2 separate regions of the Macaca mulatta genome follow, and region 1 is linked to region 2. The links are chromatin contacts, called in public Hi-C maps. All regions are on one chromosome and are shown on one strand. Each heading gives the region's core, a stretch centred on a gene start, on an enhancer-like site or on the middle of the called end of the contact. The rest is flanking DNA. Distances are from core to core; before and after follow the strand shown.

What was found. Hi-C and Micro-C count contacts between places; a contact is called where the count stands out from the background.
Region 1: a Hi-C map of liver shows a contact between it and region 2, with 3 times the contacts expected there. The contact joins the promoter of FNIP1 here to the promoter of RAPGEF6 in region 2. A contact is called at or near these places in 5 of 14 Hi-C or Micro-C datasets (CD4 T cells, blood, cortical neurons and 2 more).

What each region holds. Positions count from the first base shown.
Region 1 is chr6:140,715,700-140,719,345 of T2T-MMU8v2.0, forward strand. It overlaps FNIP1 (folliculin interacting protein 1), which reads right to left and starts at 1,766. Exons shown (of 17, transcript XM_015140715.3): 1 at 1,579-1,766. The coding sequence starts at 1,670. It overlaps LOC114678901 (a long non-coding RNA gene), which reads left to right and starts at 1,192. Exons shown (of 2, transcript XR_013418508.1): 1 at 1,192-1,332.
Region 2 is chr6:140,548,839-140,552,523 of T2T-MMU8v2.0, forward strand. RAPGEF6 (Rap guanine nucleotide exchange factor 6) reads right to left here and starts at 1,930. Exons shown (of 27, transcript XM_078005143.1): 1 at 1,669-1,930. LOC144341527 (a long non-coding RNA gene) reads right to left here. Exons shown (of 2, transcript XR_013418510.1): 2 at 3,015-3,294.

The sequences.
Region 1 (3,646 bases), core at 516-3,015, 170 kb after region 2:
ACTGCTACTTGCTCTATCTCGTAAGATTGTTGTGAAACATCAAATAAGATAACTGATGAGAAAGTTCTTTGGTAACTGTAAAATAGTATTACGCAACTATATAGTAGACTTTACATTTTTGAAAAACAGACGTGAAAATGTTTTTTCATATGAGCGACTTGAGACCCTTGTAAACCTAGGTACCCAAAGTCAATCTTTGCCCAGAAATAGAAAGCAGTTGTCTATTCAAATGCCACCTTTGAAATATCCTATCGAAACCTGTTTCCTACTGTCGCTTGAGTTAGTAGATGGCTCAATGTAGTATCATCTAAGCTGCACTTTCATTTTTCAAAGGAAAAACACTAAAGAAATGTTTAGAGAGAGACAGATGAGCATGACACATTTATTTTTCAGGGGAAAAGAGAGATACGTAGAAAAATGTCTTCAATTCCATATGCATTTACTGAATGTTTCCTGATGAGATCTGCATTAGCAAGAGAGAGTGAATAATTTTAAGAATAGCAAAATTTCTTAAACCAGTGTGGCACAATCATTTCAACTTTGCCTGTTCCAAAATTTGACAGATTCTCTCTTTTTTTGTTGTTTCTACTACTGTTGTACAACTGGGCTCTTTGCTATCCTACCAAGTTTGTGTGGTATTTGACATTTAGCCTAGTTATATTTGCAAGTTTCCACACTGCAATATTTACAAAGGCTGTTTGGACATAATCTCCTCAGGTTTAACGACTAAATTTCACCTTGAATTCAGGTTTATATCAAATCTTACAATTCTGAAAAGCTACTCTGCCAGCAACAGGTACTACAACGAAAAATCAACAAAGCCTGTACCACCACAAAATGCTCTGCTAACATTTTCAATTTTTAAGACTCCTTTTCAGTAACAGTTCTAAAGAGGAAGAATCTACGGCCAATTCCAAGGCCAGATTTCATTTAATGTTGTCTTGCTTCAGTAGTAACTCTAAACTCAAGTTTCACATTTCTCCTTCGATAACATTAAGGTCGCTCGGTCCGGTTACCGCACACCTCCAATTTTAGCGTCCAAGAAACCTGAAAGAACGGCACCTTGCCTACTTGCTCCTCCAGCCTTCTCTCAACTCAGAAGCTTGGCCAAACGTGCCGCTCTCTCCACAACGCCAACGGAGCTGGAACGCAGCGCCCGGAGGACAACTGGTCACGGGGAGGAGGGGAGAACTTCGCCGCCCGGAGTACGGCGGCTGAGGTCCAATCCAGCCCGCGCCCAACTCTACTCGGTGCCAGGAAGGCGTGTGGACCCGAAGTCTCAGGCCGCGGTGCTAGATCCGGAGGAGCAGAGTCGCGCGTGGCTGGGGTCAGGTAGTAAACAAACCGACGGGAGAAGGGGGAAGGGGCAACGGCGAGGCGGGTGGGGTAAGAGAAGAGGTAGGACCTCGCTCCAACCCTTCAGCGCGAGCCAGCAGCCGGCTCCACCCCACCGAGGACCAGATGCTGGTCTCGGCGCGGCGCTTCCGCTTGGGTCGGAAAACCGAAGGCCCCAACACCCCTGGAGCCCAGAGTCCACAAGGCCATCGGCTCCGCGACCCCCGCCCCACAGCGCCCTACCTGAACCCGCAATCTGGATCCCGGGCGTCGCGGCCGGGCGCGCCCAGCCCGGTCTTCTTGCTGAAGAGCTTCTGGAACAGCGTAGGGGCCATGCTCCCCACGGCCAGGCAGGGGTCGCTCCGCTGGGCGCTTGGTAGGCCCCTGCTCCTAGAGCCGCCCCGCCACCCCCATGGGCGCCTCAGTCATATGACAGAAATTAGTCACTTCAAACGGCCACGGCGCGCGGGGCGGGGCGCGAGGCAAGGCCGGCGCTCATTGGCTGGAGGTGGGCCGCATCACGTGGCGGCGCGCGGAGCAGGGGCAAGGCGGGGGCGTGGGGTGGAGCTACCTCCATTAGGCGCACTGGCGTTTCCCGTCACGTGGCAGCTCACGGGGCGGGGCGTGTGCCGAGAGGACAAGACTGGAAGGTGGCTAGGGATGTGTAGGGGGAGTAGGCTCAGTCTCGATCCTCCTCTGTGAGGCTGTCGGCTACCATCAGAGGCTGCGCCAGGGTGGCGCGGGGACGATGCCAGGAGCCTTGGAGTGCAGAAGCCTTCGACTCCCCGCACCCACAGAGTTGCGTAGGGAACCATGGGCAACCTATTCTCCCTTGTCAGCCCCTCCTTAGCTTCTGCGGCTTCACACCTCCATTCCGCGCCGGGGAGAGTCTGGCGGCCCCTGGAGCACGGAAGGCGCACGAGCGTACCCGTGGGGCCTCGGCCAAGGCTGGACTTTGAGCCCAGGACCCCAGGCCCGCCCTTAGAAGGCCGCTCCGGCCCGCGAGAGGTCTGGGATCTGGACAGCGCGGGGGCTGGCTCACAGGGACTGGTGGAGGAACCTGCCGGGACCCCTGCCACAGCCATGGCTCCCCGCAAAGACGACCTCGGGCAGGGACTGCGGGCAGAGTTTGTACTAGTGCCTCAAACCCTGACATCAGGAATTAGTCTCGTGGAAGAGCTAGCGATTGGAGGCTCAGGAGTTAGGCTGTTTCCTTGGTAACCAACAAAATCAGGTGAAACCAACGAAGTCAGGAAGCCTAAAGACATGTATGTACAGATATCTAAACTTTTACGCTAATTATTTAGATTTTTAATCTATCTTAATGGTTAGGTGTGAAGAAGGGAGGAACTGTGGAATTTTAACCAAGTTACAGGGAAGAAACGCTTTCTAAAAAAAGAAAAACGTTGCTCACATGTGACCTCACAGTCTTATTTAACCCATGGAACCAAAATATACCAGAGTTTGGAGCAAACTAATCTTATAAATTTTCAGCACCCCCATCCATTCACTCACTCCCCCTCCAGGATAACGAAGCTTGTACAATGGGATGCAATCCTCAGAGAAATTTAGGAAATAACTTGTATATGGTTGGAAGGCTGGATAAAAATACTTTGGGCAGGCGTGGTAGCTCACGTCTGTAATCCCAATACTGCAAGGCAGAGGCAAGCAGATCGCTTGAGCTCAGTAGTTCCAGACCAGCTTGGTCAACAGTAAGACCCCATCTCTACAAAAAAAATTTTTTTAATTAGCCAGGTGTGGCCGGGCGCTGTGGCTCACGCCTGTAATCCCAGCACTTTGGGAGGCCATGGCGAGTGGATCACCTGAGGTCAGGAGTTCCCAACCAGCCTGACCAACATGGTGAAACCCCATCTCCAAAAAATTAGCCAGTATGGTGGCGCATGCCTGCAATCCCAACTACTTGGGAGGCTGGGGCAGGAGAATTGCTTGAACCCAGTAGGTGGAGGTTGCAGTGAGCCAAGATCGTGCCATTGCACTCCAACCTGGGCAATAAGAGTGAAACACTGTCTCAAAAAAAATACCAAACAAAAATTAGACAGGTGTGGTCACGGCGCACACCTGTGGTACCAGCTACTCGGGTGGCTGAGGTAGGAGGGTATCTTGAGTGTGGGAAGTCAACGCTGCAGTGAGTGCCACTTGCACTTCAGCCTGGGCAACAGAGGGGGGCCCTATCTCAAAAAACAAAAAAATATTTTTTGAGAATTCATTTAATTAGGTATACAAATCAAATTTTATTTTCTTTAAGTGGCTACCAACTCCCACTGATTTGCAGCTAGAGTTTATGCTCTAA
Region 2 (3,685 bases), core at 680-3,179:
CTGAGACAGCCTGGGCTACAGAGGGAGACTCCATCTCAAAAAAAATAAAATAAAATAGGCAATTTCAAAATAAATAATTCTGCTGTTAAAGAGCAGTAGGATTTTTCCATTAAAATGTGAATTTAGTACCACAAGTAATGTTTAAAATTAAAAGCAGCCGGGCAACTGTGGCTCACACTTGTAATCTCAGCACTTTGGGAGGCCAACGCGGGCAGATAACTTGAGATCGGAGTTCGAGACCAGCATGGGCAACATAGTGCAACCCCGTCTCTACTAAAAATACAAAAAATTAGCCAGGCGTGGTGGCGCCTGCCTGTAATGCCAGCTATTCCGGAGTCTGAGGCAGAAGAATCGCTGGAACCAGGGAGGCAAAGGTTGTAGTGAGCCAAGATCGCGCCACTACATGCCAGCCTGGGTGACAGCGTGAGACTGTCTCAAATAAAAAATAAAAAATTAAATTAAATTAAAACCTACATTACACATCGTAAGCCTTGTATAATACTTTCCAAGGCTATAAAAGCTGTAAGAGAACTTGCCTACTCAAATTCATACTTTCAATTAGCTCACATTGACTTCAAGAATCAGCATAAGGAAACAAAAACTCATCGAATTGTAAATGTATATCTCAAAAAGAGAACTCTGGAAAGTGGTAGAATTTGTGCTATTCCTATGTAAACATCAGGATCTTCAATAACATAATTTGACCTATCATGGCATCCGTTATGGCCTGAATAATTGTCACGACCCAAAAGGTCAGCCCAACGTTACTAAGACTCAGTATGCAAAACACTATATATCTGAAAAACTCCACAGTGACTTAGGAAGAATTAACCAAAGCATTTCATTTACTGCAACTTTAAACAAGACAATCCAACAATCCACTCACATTGTTGTTAGTGTTTTGTTTAGAAAATATGTCCCACTTGTCATAGAAACTTCTCCAAATCAAGGAAAACCTTCCCCAAAACCTTAGCATTCTACCGGGATAAGCAAAGCTAACAGGTTTTAGTTACATGCCAGAAAACAAGCCTTCAGGTCGAATGAAAATCTTCTGAGCTGACACCATAACTGTTAACTCGACACAGCAAATTTTGGATCCAAGCACAAAATACTGTAAAATTTCCCAGTGACAGTCTGAAAAAGTACCTACAGCGGTGTTCTTTAAACATGCATCATCTACTACAGAATTTACCATTTGACTGGATGCAAACCTTTAAACTAATTTTGAAAACTTTCTCTTTTTTTAGGCAACCGTACAATATTTCAGGGACCTTTAAAGAAAAACTATTTCTAAATTACATGGCTGAGATACTTCCCTTACAATTTTCATCTCGTTTTTCATAGTCTACTTAAACGAATGGGCATCTAACTCCGAAACTCGTTATTACTCAACTCAGAAAATACGACTTAGTAATGGTGCTTTCTTAACGACACTCAGAAGTTCCCGGCAAGGGATGGGTACGCGGGTTAAGACCCGCATCACGGGCAGGAAGGGCGGTTGGCACCCTGCTGGCGACAAGGGCCGGGTCAGGGCAGAGACTCAAGAGAACAGATTCCCAGTAGCAGGTGCGAGACTCTGGCAAGAGGGCAGTCGCCGCGGGTTTCGGACAGACAGGGGGATGCTGTCTACTGGACTGTGGGACGCACATAAGGGTCGACCAGCCTCACCTCTGGAGTCCGCTCGGGCGGCTTCTTCCTCAACGCCTGCCTAGCGCCAGGATCCACGGGTGAGTTCATGGCCACGGCCTGGGTACTCTGCAGCCTACCCTTAGCAGCCCACGCCACAGTTCATTCACCCTAGGTAGCGGGTGCGGTACCTTTCCCCCGCCCCAAGGAGGGAACTTCGCGCCGTAACAAGGTCCAAACTCAAGCAAACAACCCTTCGCAACGCCCGCCTAGGGCCTCTACCCACGCGCGACTGGCCGGAGACAAGCCCTGGCGGGGGCGGGGGAGAGTAAGTGCGCATGCGCAGCACGCACGCGCACGCTAAGGAACGCCCAAGGGAGTGACTCCACTGTGACGTTAGAATTGGGGCGGTGCGGGTAAGTGGTTTCCTGCTGTCGTCGTGAGATTTAAAGACACCTCGCGAGACCTCACCTAAATCCGTCACGGGATCGGCCTTGGCGTTGAGGTTCCGGCTTCTCCATCCGCTGGAGAGACCGGAAACGCGCTGAGGGCCTAAGCAAAAATAGCAGTTTGGGGCAGAACCGTGGGGAGGCGTTCTGAGTGGAGAGAACTGTTGTGCCCAAATCCGGAAGCCCAGGGCGTGGCCAAGTCCGGGTTTGCGCTCCCCTCTGCAACTTCTACTGCCGACTTTGAATATGCAGAAGTAGAAGCCGCCATTCGGCAAAGAAGGAAGTCCACGCACACCCCATCTCTCTTTAAATAAAACGAAATCTCTTGTGAAAGCTGCCCACAGAGAAGTGCTTGATCTATTCGAAACGGACGTCATGAGACCAGGGCAGAGAAAGCAAACTTTCATGGCCAGGATGGGCAGCCGGTGCCGCGGCCAGCTCACGATTACCTTTGAGTCAAAAAACTGGATTTAGACTGCGTTCATGTAACTAAATGCCCGGGGCAACCCTCCCTCAGGCAACTGGGTTTAGTGTTGGGACTCGAGTGGCAACTTTTGCAATACTTTTTACATTCTAGTCTGCTTCCCAACAGACCGAATAAAACCAATTTTGTTTCACTGGTCCCTTGGTAAGAAAAACAGAACTCTCTTAGGAGCAGCCAGAGAGCTGCTGAGGCTGTTTCAACAATAAGCTCACTGACAATTTCAGAATCCACCGTTCTGGGATACTCCTTACCCTTTCTCGTAAGTTCGTAGGTAACTAACTTTGGCGACACCACCTTTCCACTGAATTTTAAGCTCCTTGATGGCTGTAACCACATCTAGGTACACCTTGGTATTTCTCACAGCAGTTAGCATAGTTCACTAAACAAGGTGATTTATGATTATGACATGCTTTCCAACTAATGACCGATTCACAGTAATTTTAATGACATAATAAGAGTTAAAAGTATATTTGAAAGCAATGAGAGTTCAACACCGTTTCTGGGACCCGCAATGACTTAAGGGCTGTTTTCTGTTGGTCCTGGGGCTTGCCCAAACTGGGAGTTTACAACATACTATTAGCATTTCTCTTTTTCAGGTATAGAGCAAAAACCTTACCAGGGAAGTGTGGCATAGCCATTGTAGAAATAAAGTAATCGTGGAAAAATCACAGGATGTTGCAGACGATCTGTTTTCCTCATCATTTTTGGTACAAATATAACGTCTCAAAGGTCTGCCTAGGATCACAAACAAAAGTTATCCCTTCCGTTCTTCAAGGATCATTTTTCAGAGTCACATCAATATTTTGAAAGAGGGTAAAAGGAACTATAAAGGATGATCACCACGAACTTGAACTTTAGGGGCAAATAGACCTAGAATTTGTGTCTCTAATATTAGACCTCTTCTAGTTAAGTGACTTGAAGTTATTTAACATCTTAATTTTCCTATGTTAAATGGGAATATAGTAAAGGACCTGTTGTTTCAGAATTTCCTTAAGATTACGTGAGAAATTTCACATGAAGCACTTAGTATGTTGCCTGCACAATCTAAGCACTCTTTATTATTTCCATGATTTCGCCTCTGGGAAGTGATTTTTTTTTTTTTGAGACAGAGTTTTGCTCTTGTTGC